Regions from separate parts of the Zea mays genome. Here region 1 is linked to region 2. The links are chromatin contacts, called in public Hi-C maps. All regions are on one chromosome and are shown on one strand. Each heading gives the region's core, a stretch centred on a gene start, on an enhancer-like site or on the middle of the called end of the contact. The rest is flanking DNA. Distances are from core to core; before and after follow the strand shown.

Region 1 (7,389 bases), core at 635-3,134, 140 kb after region 2:
ATGTTGTGAGGCACTCTCCGCCAATACTCCCCTTCAAAGGTATCGAAGTGAAGGACGGTTAGGGAAGCATCCAATCAATTCCATGAGAAAATGCAATCAACAACAAACAGATATACTGTGATGTGAGATGAGACATACTTTGTACAATCAACAAGTTGCATTTATTTATATTGACAACAAAATCTCACCTTTGATCATTATGGAACAACAATTCATATTTATGAAATACATCAAAGCTTTGTGTTGTTATACATTCGAAAGCTCTATCGGGAGAAGTTGTTATGTGTACGTGGTTATGGAATGACCCATCTCTATAGTGGTGGTACTTTTTACCTATTTATAGAATCAAACCAGTATACATTAATGTATGGAATTACAAGAACACTCTTTCTACTGTACGACAATTCTTATACAACAATAAGGACATGACATACGTGTATTTTCTTCTATCTAACTTGGTTTGCTTCTTTTCCCAAAGGCAACTTCAAATGCACTGGGACTCCATCTTTTCTTCGGCTACTCTTCTTAGCTTCATCGTGTTGAAACTGTTCTTCACTTTGCCTTATCGGCGACTAGCTTCGTAGATCAGGTTGCAACTCTAGCTTTACTCCTTGAGACTGTGTTCAGCAGATCGTGCATATGGTCATGCAAAACACTATTTTACAATGTAGAATGCACTTGTTTATATAGTGGGGTTTGAAATAGGAGTTAAGATGAGTAAGGCCGCTAGAGATAGCCTGATTTGAAGCTATTTCCTCCTTGTACTTGAACCAAGAGAGTTATTAGACGACCAATCTTTTAGTTGACTATATGAGACATGAAAATATCATAAATCCCATTATAAACTATATTATTAACCTTGCTCTTAGCATGACTGATGATGATTGGAACCTACCACATTATTACCTATCAGAAATGGAGGGGTGCAGCTTTGCAGCAGGTGATGGCTGTGAACAGATCGGAGCGTGCCATAACTCATAAGTAGTGGAAAACTGTGCAGCATTGGATCACTCATAGTGTACGCGGAGTGATTTTGATCATTATCCACCGTTGGAAGTAGGGATGACAATTTAACCCGTAGACCTGAAACTCGACGGGTACTCGACACGACCGATGCGGGTATAGATGAAGGTTTTGATCCGCGGGTGCGCCCGCAAACGACCTAAAGTTTCACGGGTGTGGGTTCCTATTCAACCCGTGAGTGACCCGCACTTGACCCAAAATTTTGTTCGTTCTTTATTTTGCGCAAAAATAATTAAGATACAATAGTAATTTTTTTGAATAAGTAACTTAGCTAATGATTTATGAAATATTTTGTGAGAAGGCTTGAAATCCGTAGTTATAACTCAATTATTGTTGATACGTAATTATTTATAGCTGAATTATTATCTAAAAGTGTACACCGGTAAAAACTGGTGGGTGACTCGAAACCGGACTGCTTCATATGCGGATTTAGAATTACACCGCACGTTTAATTGTGAGCAGATTTAGATAATGCGATCGTAAGCTGATTTTTACTCAACCAACCGACCGTTTGGTTCAGATATTTGTAACGTAATGGGTAAGTAATAACGTTAAATCATGTTTGTTTTAGTCCCACCGTAATCAGATATCATACTAAAAATTGATACCGGACTATTCAAACTTGTTACCGACAGTAATCGAATGTAAACCATTACCATTACCCTTTGCGTTACATTTCTTGAACCAAACAGCACCCAGGTCTGTTGCCGTTCCTTGGAAGAACTGGGTAATGCGTGCAAATCAACTACGGTACCAAGGCCCAAAAGGCCGAAAGCTCGAATAATCTGAGTCATGTCCGCGAGTAGCGAGGGCGCCCAATCAATGCTGCCTGTCAGCCGGTAGCCCAACATCTGGGCCGTCTTTTACAGCAGACCTGGGCGCTTGGGCCACAATCTGACCTCCGTATCATCGCACCGTGCAAGTGAGAATGACAAGCAGCAGAAGCAGAACATGAAAAAAACGGATTGGACAAGCACGACTCGCTTGGCTTCTGCCTTGCAGGCTTACTCTTTGCAGCGGGAGAAGCTCTGCACGATCGAGAGCCATGAACGGTTGAATTTAATCACGTGAAACCTTATCAGATCCTCCTATGCTCCCAGCATCCTAGTACGGTTTCAGGGTTTTGCAAAAGCACCTGCTATTCAACATCAAGACCAGCTGTTATTCTGTTTCAATGCACCAAACGTTTCAACCGGTGCCACCACAAAGGTACAGTTTACTGTCTACACTGTCGTGAAAGCAGAACTCTCATGGAATCACACTAGAAACACCATCCGTACAGTATGCAGTATAGAAAGTCGCTGAGAACCCATCCACAATCATCTGAGGCTGCTCTGGAGTTAATCGGTAGAGGGAATAAGAAACTTGAGGAAAGGTTCAGCCTTGGGAGCGATGGATCTCACGTCCTCAAATTTGGCCATTTCAAAATCCTCGTACTGGAAGCCAGGGGCACAGGTGCAGCCAACAAGGGAGTAATGCAGCTCAGGGTCCCTCTTCCGAGACTTGACAAGAACGCTGCCATCAGATGCGAACGACTCGACGTCTAGTGTGGGGAACGACCCAAACCACACGTTCGGTGGCACGGTATACTGGGGGCGCTGGCCTGCCTCAAGGTGTGGGCCAATGACAGTAAGGTCAATGTGACCGTCGTCGTGAAGCTCGAAGACCTAAGACAAACACAGACTAGCAGCATTAGATCAAGCATTGCCAACTATTATCTCCGTTCTCGAATATTTGTCGCCCGCTATTTCATTTCAAAACTGAAATACGACAAATAAAAAAAAACGGAGGGAGTAGTTGTCTAATTGCTTTAGGCATGGAGAATAAGCAAGAAGTGATGCTAACCGTGAGAGGCTCTCCCTTGTAGAAGTGCCAGGTTTCAGCACAGGGAATGCGGTGGAGACGGGAAACACTCCCTGCGGGAAGTAGGAAATAGATTGCGGTGCTAACAGCACGGTTTACCTTGTCTGCAGCATACATTAAGGGGATATTAGAGAGATAATATCAGCTTGACTTCATATCCATGTATGATCTAGTTTAGTACTCATTCGTTGTCTAGCATTGCACTCAAAAATTCAAATTAGTGGTCACAGATATTAGTGGAACAATAACTTGTCTCCATAGAAAAGATCCAACCACTCAGAAATACACTAATAAGCCCCGTTTGGATCCTTAGAATTGAATTCCATTCCAATAATATAGTAATTTACACACGTATCAATTAAGCTAATACAATTTTATGCAAAATATATTTGTATACTATTATTAGTAAGATGCCAGCGATATTTACGTGCTACATTTCTACTAATACATAAAATCATTTCTCATCCTTTACCTCATGAATTTAAGATGGACTTAATATCTGAACTTTAGAAAGTGGTGGAATGTCAAATCCCAAGCCAAATCTGTTACTTTATTAAGTAAATTTTAATTCCTCTAAAATGAATGGCTCCAAATGCCCCGCAAATAAAATCACCAACTACACATTTAGGTTGTCTGCAGCAAATCGTATAATATAGGGCAGAACAGAGAAGCAATAAATATTTTCCAAACTGATGGCAAATGTTCAGTATTCTTAAAATTTGCAGTGGTTTCAGATGGCGGCCATACCATCCTGCTTTGGTTGTTACAGACATCTCACTAACTGCATGTTCCATTACAAATCGTACAAGGTAACAAGGAGCTTCAGGTAGCAACTACTGATAAAGATTCATATCACACGTAGCCACTATAGTACTATAACTAAGAAGCATGCAAGGTCAATACATGGCAGACCTAGTGCTAGAGGCTCCCATATGAGGCTTTGTTCGGTTAGATCTCAATCCATGTGGATTGAGTGGAATTGGGTGGGTTTAAATCCCAAGCAAGTCAAAGTTCTTCTAATTTTTTTTCAATCCATGTATAATGGGAATAATCGAACAAGGCCTGAGTGGGGTCTGAGGAAGGGATAAATCGAGACAAGCCTGCCTCCCGTAAATATAGCAGGTGAGACTGTGAGATAACTCTGACCACTACACTAGACTTGCCCTTCAAGATCATGGTAATGCACAAGACCTACCCTTCAAGATCATTACCATGGACAATGACCAAATATTTCAGCTTGTCACAATCCACGAATCATGATAAATGCAAAATTGCGAAGGGGCTCACGGGTCACGGCGCAGTGGCAAGGCCACTGGTCGCAAGTGCTCCCGCCCAGGGTTCGAATCCTGGGTGACGCACCAAATTGCGGCCTGGTGCCCACCTCCCTGTGACGGTTGCTGTGGCATCCCATTGGGTGACGCTCGGCCCCGGCAGGTTTTGGTGGGCCCATCTTCTTAAATATATAAAGCTAGGGGAACGGCAGACCCCTAATTGAGTTTTTTATGATAAATGCAAAATTTACACTTGAAATTTCAATTCCAAAGGTATTTATTCAGCTAATGTTTGTATGCAGCCATTGTGGGGGACAGATATCCCCGGGTCCACTGGAAGGATAAAAGACCTCACGAAAGGCCCAAAGGCCCAATAAATCGTAAGGTCATCCCTTCGTGGGTCTGGGGAGGAATGACCAGTGAAGCAGATTGACGTAAGGCAGGATCAGTGCGAGCCCAGACGACCCAATGACTTCGAGCAAGTAAGCACGACAGTGACCCGATCTTCTCGCATTGGAACCCTGTGCGATGGAACCACGCAAGGATGGGTCGGCGGAACTATAGGGAGATAGGCTCAATTGGTTCACTATCATTTAGGCGCATACTATTATCATATCCGCATGTAATGCCCCACGGTCGAATATATAAGGCCTAGGGGGCACCCCTTCAGAGGATCAATCTGACTACTCAGCCATCCACCTCAACTCTCTACGTTCCTTACACTAGAGAGTTCCCTTGTAATCCGCCACATAAAACATTCCCGCCAGGACGTAGGGTGTTACGCATCTCTAAGCGGCCCGAATCTGTACATCATTGTTCACAGTTTCTCGTGCGCTCTGCACGAACCATCGAGCTACAGTCGGCGACATCGTCCTACTCCTAAAAACACCTTGAGGGGCAACCCCGGGTGTGCGGTCGGACCCAAAACACCGACAGCTGGCGCGCCAGGTAGGGGGTGTGTCGCCGATCTAAGCTAGCTCAATGGCCGTCACCTTCCATCACAAGATCATCCTCCGCCCCGGATCCGTGTTCTGCTTCGGAACTATCTCATCTGTAGCGGATGAGGAAGGAACTCTACATCGCATCGTAGATTCGCCAAGGAGGAAGTCTCCTCCAACAACCTCCGAGAATATCGGGGTAAGGCAGGGAAAAGCGCAACCTACAGCACTCCGAAAAAAGATAGCCTTCAGCGAGCCAGGGGCCGAGGGCCCGCTAACCCGGAGGACTCCACTGTCTACCTCTCCGATGAAAGAATGGACACAAATCGCAAGGAAGAAGGAAACAAATAGGAAGCAAGTTGTTCTTCCTGTACCTCTGCCCTCAAAGGAGAACAGAAAGAAGATCGCCACGACAGCTGCGCCATTCTACCCCGACGTCCTCTTCATCGGGAGAGTGGAGTCGCCCCCCGTCTCCGACAACGAACCGACTGCACCCGGAGAGGAACCTCCTCAGCGGGAATCCCGCCGACGAAGGAACCGACGCCGAAATGTCCGGAGACATCACGAGGCCGGAGAGCGGGACCCGGAGCAGCCTGTCTCGCGAGACGAGGTCTCAGAGATAGGAGAAACGTCGGAGGAACGTGTCTTCAGGGAACGAAGGAATTCCCGACGGCGTGATCGCCGACGGGCTCAGGAACAAGCCGAGCAGGAGGCAAGGCAACGTCGGGAGAATCCACTCTTCGGGCGCAACCTGAACCCCGACTTCGTCCAAGCCATGAACACGCCGAGTGAAGTCGGAGGGGTGCTGGCTCGGAGGCGCTATCACGATAAGACCATGCGACGGTACCAACAAACTCTGAGGCGCTATCACGATAAGACCATGCGACGTCGATCCTTCACAGTGGGAGACCTCGTCCTCCGCCGAATTCTAACGGGGGAGGGACAGCACAAGTTGTCACCTTTATGGGAAGGACCATTCATAATAGCAGAGGTCACTCGGCCGGGATCATATCGTCTCACTCAGATGGACGGCACGGAAATTGGGAACTCATGAAACATAGAATACCTCAGTAAGTTTTACCCGTAGCTGTATTTCAAAAGCTATCGGGACGGCAATGTACTCTGTAAACTGGGAAATATATCATCAATAAAAAGACCTCAAGAATACTCAAATTGTTCATGGTCGACCTGCATTCTTACTTAACTTGGGGTGACCACTATGCCCTGCTAATGGAGCAATCGGCTTAAATCGGCAACGACTTAAGACGGTGCAACATGCTCGCGCTTACTTAACTCGGGGTGACCACTATGCCCTGCTAACGGAGCAATCGGCTTAAGTCGGCAACGACTTAAGACGGTGCAACATGCTCGCGCTTACTTAACTCGGGGTGACCACTATGCCCTGCTAACGGAGCAATCGGCTTAAGTCGGCAACGACTTAAGACGGTGCAACATGCTCGCTCTTACTTAACTCGGGGTGACCACTATGCCCTGCTAACGGAGCAATCGGCTTAAGTCGGGAACGACTTAAGACGGTGCAACATGCTCGCGCTTAATTAACTCGGGGTGACCACTATGCCCTGCTAACGGTAACGGAGCAATCGGTTTAAGTCGGCAACGACTTAAGACGGTGCAACATGCTCGCGTTTACTTAACTCGGGGTAACCATCATGCCCTGCTAACGGAGCAATCGACTTAAGTCGACAACGACTTAAGACGGTGCAACATGCTCACGCTTGCTTAACTCGTGGTGGCCACTAAGCCACACTCACGGAGCGATCGGTTTGAGTTAATACTAACTTAAACAGGCACGGCACACTCGGCGCGCATACAGTTACTCGTCTAGGGGCGGCCTCTATGTCCCATGAGGAAGTCTCAAAATCATCACGCAACATTTTACTTCTACAAATTTAGATACTGCTGAATTCTAAACAATAGGAGAATAATAGTAGCATTCAATATTAAGCGGGCGTCCTCTAACAAAATATCCGAGCACGTTAACCGCGCGCTCAAAGCACGCAATGTTTTTCTATTTTGCAACATTCTTCTCAGGAGCAACCGACGAAGAAGAGCAACTTGAGGAATCAGGAGTAGCGTTCACATCAGCCCTTATGTCGTCGGGGACAACCACACCAGGTCTCCTCATCAAGATCCGCCCTGCGCGAATGGCTTTATCCATAGCTCTGTTGCGCTGGGCCCTCAGAGTAGCGGAAGTTTCTTCAGCAACCTTGACAGCCAACTGAGCGGTCTCCAGCTCCTGGGCGATGGACTTCTTGGAAGCACGTAGTTCCTTG
Region 2 (7,186 bases), core at 1,389-3,888:
ATTCATAGTGGTGTGTTGAACAGTTAATCACCAAAAACACTTAGAAATGGCCCAAATGCACATTTCCCTTTCACTTGAATATGACACTTGTGTAGCTTTGGATGGCTTGGAGTTGTTGCAATGAATGTATGAAGGTTTGCTCTAGCCCTTGTGTCTTCAATGTGCTTTATAGCCCCCAACTACCCACATAGCCGTTGGAGAGAAGTGGGAAAATCTGCATAGTTTTCAGGTGCACCGAAACTTGAACAGTGTCGGTCTGGTGCACTAGACCTCTCACATACTGGTGTAGTAGGTGACCATTCTAACGAGATCAGTCCTATCAGAGAGCACCAGACTAGTCCAGGGCACCATTAGACCCTGCAACGTTGAATGCCACACCATCCAGGCATTGAAACTGAAGTTGACCGTTGAATCCTAACAGGTCCGGTGTGTCACCAGTGTGAAGGTCTAGTGCACCAATTGATAAAGTCCATTTACACCCTCTCTACGTAATCGATCTGGTGCGCCACCGAACTAGTCTAGTGCACCAGTCGACTGAAGCCAAGTTTGCAACCTCTCTGCTCACTAGGTCCAATGCGCCTCTGCTCACCTGAAATTTGGCAAACTTTGGCAAATCTTCTTTAAATCGATTAGGTTGTACTTAAGGTTGTTCCTATGACTTAGACAAACATATCTAGGCACTAGCCAACTAGTCTAAGTCACGAAAATTGGTCGTTTTGAATTCTCAAACTCATATTATAATTTTGGCACAACTTAGCTAAAAAAGGGTGAAACTTCAAACCTGAGCTTTCCAACCTCCCCAGATAGATCAGATAGGTTCCTAGGGGTGTTTAGAACTTATCTATGGTGTTGAACTGCAAGTTAATCTTATCTAAGTTTTACCCCTTTTTGGCTGGATTTGAGCTGTTTTAGAAACATAATTGTTAATCTTATGAAGTTGTGAACATATACTTGGTAAACTAGTTAGTACATATGGTTGTGGTGGTCACTAAACACCAAAACAAGTGTAGAAATGGATTAAACTCCATTCCCTTTCACTTCTTAACTCATCTCATTGAAATCATGAGATCACATAAAACTCAAAGATTATTGTACCATGTTGGCAAAAACTTTCTCTATCAATGATGCATATGGTTTGAGGAAAATAATCTGAAGCAGAGTTAAGAATATTGCAAATGGCATTATGTAATACCCAACTTGTAAAAGTCAACATAAAAGGAGAAAAGTTATTTCCTTTATTTATATGTGTGTGTTGTATCTACTTTCCATCACATGAGAACACCACATGTAAAAAACAAATGATTAATAATAATAATAATAACATACCACAAAAATATGCATCATGTTGGCTTTTATTTGTATGTGTATTTAATAATAATAAAAGTCACTAATAGTAATGAATTCATATCCAAAGTTGAGAATTAATGACTAACTTGAATATTTGAAAATGAGAAATAATCAAGAAAAGAAAAAGAGAATAAATATACAGATAAATATTTTTATCACAGGATTTGAATTGGAACACTTGATATATGTGCAAGTTCACAACTGAGTTTAAATTTAAAATTCGAAATCTAAAATGAGAAAAGAGAATAAATCAAAAAAGGAAATGGAAAAAATAGAAAACAACACTTGGGCCATGGTGCTCTGGCGGCCCATTAATTCTGCCTCCACGCGCGCTGCGCAGTCTAGTTCCGCGCTTGCGCTCGCTGCAGGCGGGGCCCACGCTTCATCCACTTCTTTATACGCCGCCGACTCGTGGGGCCATGAGGTCAGTCGTATCCCCTCCGTTCTGTGCGTCTTCTTCGCGGAACCAAACTCAACCGCGCGCGTGTGTTTGGCGGAGGATCCTTCGTCTCGGCTGAATAGCTCAACCCACCTCCACCGATTGCCGAGACCTGCGCGCGGGCGCCTAGTCCCCAGACCGTAAATAGCCGAGCCTACTGTCAGCTGCGCTCTCCACCTCCTCTTTGAGCCGTCGCAACGGATGTCGTGAACCTCACCGATAGCTCCGTGTGGGGGGAAGTCGTTAGCGAACCGGTCCTGCGTATTTTCCCCACGTCTCTGCGCTATAAAGCCAACGCCCAGCTGACCCGGCACCCTCAACCAACCCTAGTCGCCCGAGTACTCCACGCCGCGCGCGCCATTGGCAGAGGAGGAGAAAGAAGGGTGCCGCCGGGGAAGATTTCTGTGTAAACTCAAATTGGGGGGGGCGTAGCTGGTCTTGGAGCTTCTGGAGATCACCACGTGCCTGCTTGTGGCCTCGGCGAGTGGAGATTGTATCGGCTGGGCCGTGAATTGCTCGCCAGTCTTCCATCGTCGCCGCCGTACCACGAACCACCGCGGCCGGGAGCAACTACGTCTACAACTTGGTAAGAACCACCCCAATCCGCTCCGCGTTGATGTATGCATCGTGTAGGACTAGTCGATTCTAGGTATGGGGCGGTGGTCGCCGCGGTGGCGAGAGTGCCACCGCGGGATGGTCGGTGCCGCCACGACTACGTGCAGAGTTGGGTTAATCGGATCTGACCGTTCGATCGCAAGGAGACGGTCTCGATTTAGTCCGTGTGCTGCTAAGGCATAGTTTAGATCTACACCGTTGGATCTCGGGCGTGCGGATCAGATTTTGTGTTGGTGTGGCACACTGCGGGCCGCGGGATCGTGATCCAAGCGCGGACGTGGCGTACCGGTTCGGGTGCACGCTCGATCTAATCTGAGTCGTTAGAATTCGATCCGACGGCGGGGAAACAATGGCACCCCTTCGGCTGGGTATTCTTCTTAAGAAGCCCCTACGATTTCTAGAAAACAACGCGCCATCCCCGCTCACTGTTCTCTATGTCTTAGACAACTTGCGCCGTAGCCACTAGGGTTTCTGTAAATAGTGCGCGCAGTCCAAAGTGTGGGTAAATCAGTGAAAATATTTATAAATTGATTTGTGACTATAGGAATAATTGTAGAAACCTATTTTATTCATAGAAAATTCATATATGGTCCAAATTAATCCATTCTAGTTCCTATAATTTTGTATTAATTATGTTTATCCCTTGGTAACACTGTTTTAACATGAAAGCCATATTGAAATTAATATCCTAATTAATATGTTATTCAACACTTAAAACTTCATAAATTCATAACTCCTTCATTTTAATTCCGATTTGACTCGTAACAGTTGCGTTAGTTTCGTATAAGTATTTACTACGCAGTAACAACATTGATTATACCATGTATCATTATTTTATAATTAGATCTTTATTTAATCTATGTTGGTTAGTCTTGTTAATCTACTTATCATTATAATCTAATAGAATAAATCTATGGTCAAGTTATAACTTAGATTAAGTTGAGGTATTTATTTATAGAATAATCTCTCATATTTATAATATAGTTTAATATTTTAATCACACAAATCTTTTATAAAATCATAACCCCTTAATCGACTACGATTTTAGTGATTCTCGTTCCCACGATCTCGTAGCAACACGTAGATTATTATTATTCAGTTTGTACTTATGTTTGGTGTGATGTTAATTTTATCTATACCATGTTTGTTTGTATTGCTACGACTAGCGCGAGGACACGTGTCATCTGAAAAGCAAGTTGGTACCTGGAACCTCAAGTGCCAGGCAAGTTGTGCCCTTGATTCACTTTTGTTACCCAATAATGTTCTTTATAATCATTTACCATGCATAGGTTTAATTTTGATGGGACCCAATAGGTCACCCTAGTCTGTTTATCCATTTTACCTTGTTTACCCCTGAATCACATGGGTAGTTTTGCTATTGCTTTATATGGTTTTGGGTTAATATTTCATTATATCCATGTTCCAGTTATTCTGTTATTTTACTTATGTTCATGTCAAGATCATTATATTATTGTTAATTAGAACATGGAGCTTAACTTGAGAAACACGTGCCACCATAAGGGAGGAATGGGACCCCTTGGCTAACTAATTAGGAAAGCTAGTGGAAGACTACCTTACTCGAAAGGGGCAAGGGCAGTAGGGGAGTTGCATGCAAGGAGGTTCTCGGGTTGATTTTGCTACGATGGCGGTCAGACGGGGGATTCTTGCAAGTGCTCTTCCCATAAACTGTAGCGGGTTTTCGGAAGCTAGTGGAACTTTGTAAAGGCCTTGTAGTGGATCCCTAGCCATTTACCTTGGTAGTGTCTAAGGGCCTAGCTAACCCTGGCGACATGGGAAACACGACTTGTGGGTAAAGGGTACAACCTCTGCAGAGTGTAAAACTGATATACTAGCCGAGCTCACGGTCACGAGTAGCTCAAGACTCTTTGATGATTAAATTATGGAACCTAAACTCAATTTGTCATTTGCATTTGCATGGGATTATTAATTTTGTTCTATTATTTTATTATGCTTTGGTATTTACTTACATTTAGTAATTGCTAATAAAATTTGACCAACTTATAAAAGCAATGCTCAGCTTTAACCTCTATTGTTGATCAGCCTTACACTTCATGAACTCCCACCTTTGGTGAGTTCATGCCACATTATTCCCCACAACTTGTTGAGCGATGAACATGTGTGAGCTCACCCTTGCTGTCTCACACCCCCCACAGGTCAAGAACAGGTATCACTAGTTGGCGCATGGTGGAGGTTGCGCTGTGTTCGTGAGAGGTCTAGGTCGTCGTCTCCCAGTTGACTTTCTGGCGCCATGGATGGATTTTAGATCCTGTTATGTTTATCCTTTATTTTTGTAAGTCTTCCGCTATGTAACAAATACTCTGATTATTGTAACATTTGTCTCTATACACTCTGTTATTATATGTGTTGTCTTCTTTGGCGCATGTATGAGATGCACCCGGCTTTGTCCCTTAAAGCCCGGGTGTGACAGAAGTGGTATCAGAGGAAATGTTGATTGTAGGACGAAACCTAGTTAGAAATGGACAAATCCTTACCTACTTACCTTACTCTAATTCATTCTATACTTATCTTATCTTGACCTTGTCTCACCTTTTGCTGTCATACTCTAATTACTCGTATCTTTCCTACTCTAAGACAAGATAGATTTCATACCTTGGAATCCTACATTGATGAACTTTTAAGAGATAGGAGACCTAAGACAAAAAAAATTAAAACTATTTTCTCTATTAAAAAAATGTTGGTTGATTGTTCTGATGATAAATGCTTGATTTGCTTCTTTGATTGATTGAAACAGTATAGTTGGGCATCTTAGCATGTACCACCATAAGGTAATAGCTTTAGTGGATAACACACTTGTCGGGGACCATAATTAGGGGTACCCTCAAGACTCCTAATTCTCAGCTGGTAACCCCCATCAGCATAAAGCTACAAAGGCCTGATGGGTGCGACTAAGTCAGGGATCAGTCCATTCAGCGACTCGATCACGCCTCGCCCGAGCCTAGCCTCGGACAAGGGCAGCCGACCCCGGAGGATTTCTGTCTCGCTCGAGGCCCCCCTCCAACGGCGAACATATTTCCGGCTCGCCCGAGGCCCTGCCTTCGCTAAGAAGCAACCCTGACTAAATCGCCGCACCAACCGACCAAGTCGCAGGAACATTTAATGCAAAGGTGGCCTGACACCTTTATCCTGGCGCGCGCCCCCCGGCAGAGCCGAAGTGACCGCCGTCACTTCGCCGCTCCACTGACCGGCCTGACAGAAGGACAGTGCCGCCTGCGCCACTCCGACTGCGGTGCCATTTGACAGAGTGAGGTTGACAGGCAGTCAGGCCCCGCCGGAGGCACCATAGGAAACTCCGCTCCGCCTGACCCAGGGCTCGGACTCGGGCTAAGTCCCGGAAGACGGCGAACTCCGCTCCGCCCGACCCAGGGCTCGGACTCGGGCTAAGTCCCGGAAGACGGCGAACTCCGCTCCGCCCGACCCAGGGCTCGGACTCGGGCTAAGTCCCGGAAGACGGCGAACTCCGCTCCGCCCGACCCAGGGCTCGGACTCGGGCTAAGTCCCGGAAGACGGCGAACTCCGCTCCGCCCGACCCAGGGCTCGGACTCGAGCTAAGTCCCGGAAGACGGCGAACTCCGCTCCGCCCGACCCAGGGCTTGGACTCTGCCCTGGCCTCAGCCGACGACCTCCGCCTCGCCCGACCCAGGGGCTCGGACTCGGCCTCAGCCACGGAAGACAGACTCGACCTCGGCTTCGGAGGAGCCTCCGCATCGCCCAACCTAGGGCGCAGGCCAGCCACGTCAACAGGAGGCGCCATCATCACCCTACCCCGAGCCGACTCAGGCCACGGGGAACCAGACCGGTGTCCCATCTGGCTAGCTCCGCCAGATAGGCAATGATGGCGCCCCACATGCTCTGTGACGACGGCGGCTCTCAACCCCCTTACGGAAGCAAGAGGATGTCAGCAAGGACCCAACCGCTCCGACAGCTATCCCTGCGCCAGGCTCCATCGCTCCTCCGACGGCCACGACATCACACCAGCTGGGTGCCAGAATCTCTCCGGCTGCCACGACGGCATGTACTTAGGGCGCTAGCTCTCCCCCGCTAGACACGTAGCACTCTGCTACACCCCCCATTGTACACCTGGATCCTCTCCTTACGCCTATAAAAGGAAGGACCAGGGCCCTCTTAGAGAGGGTTGGCCGCGCGGGGACGAGGACGAGACAGGCACTCGCTTGGGGCCGCTCGCTCCCTCTCCCGTGTGGACGCTTGTAACCCCCTACTGCAAGCGCACCCGACCTGGGCGCGGGACGAACACGAAGGCCGCGGGATTCCCACCTCTCTCACGCCGGTCTCCGGCCGCCTCGCTCTCCCCCCTTCGTGCTCGCCCTCGCGCTCGACCCATCTGGGCTGGGGCACGCGGCGACACTCACTCGTTGGCCCAGGGACCCCCCGGTCTCGAAACGCCGACAGTTGGCGCGCCAGGTAGGGGCCTGCTGCGTGTTGACGAACAGCTTCCCGTCAAGCTCCAGATGGGCAGTCTCCAACAACCTCTCCAACCCGGGACGGTGCTCCGTTTCGGGAGTCTTGAGTTCATGTCCCTCGACGGCGGCTACGACATGATACTCCTTCCACCGCCGCGCGACGACGACAATGGCGGCCGACGACCCGCCCGCCGGCGATGGAATCGACAACGTCTTCCCCGCGTGGTGGAAGAACGACCTTCAAGCTCATCCTGCCCTTTCCCCCGCCGACGGAGGGGAAGGCAGGGCGACCAAGGCCAAGCATGAGGCAGCGCCTCGTGGGCTG

The links. A called contact is a pair of places that touch in the nucleus more often than the background predicts.
Region 1: a Hi-C map of ear shows a contact between it and region 2, with 3 times the contacts expected there. The contact joins two enhancer-like sites. A contact is called at or near these places in 2 of 25 Hi-C or Micro-C datasets (ear and tassel).

What each region holds. Positions count from the first base shown.
Region 1 is chr1:213,294,902-213,302,290 of Zm-B73-REFERENCE-NAM-5.0, forward strand. It overlaps LOC100382548, which reads right to left. Exons shown (of 3, transcript NM_001175282.2): 2 at 2,869-2,990; 3 at 2,168-2,690. The coding sequence ends at 2,364. Among protein-coding and RNA genes, the nearest start is that of LOC100382548, 13 kb to the right of the region's middle. Within about 2 kb of position 1,885, at least 19 of the 20 cell types and tissues checked have an H3K27ac peak or open chromatin away from gene starts, as enhancers often do. A contact at or near this core is called in ear and tassel, where this site is marked.
Region 2 is chr1:213,149,898-213,157,083 of Zm-B73-REFERENCE-NAM-5.0, forward strand. No RefSeq gene overlaps it. Among protein-coding and RNA genes, the nearest start is that of LOC100216878, 50 kb to the right of the region's middle. Within about 2 kb of position 2,639, at least 17 of the 20 cell types and tissues checked have an H3K27ac peak or open chromatin away from gene starts, as enhancers often do. A contact at or near this core is called in ear and tassel, where this site is marked.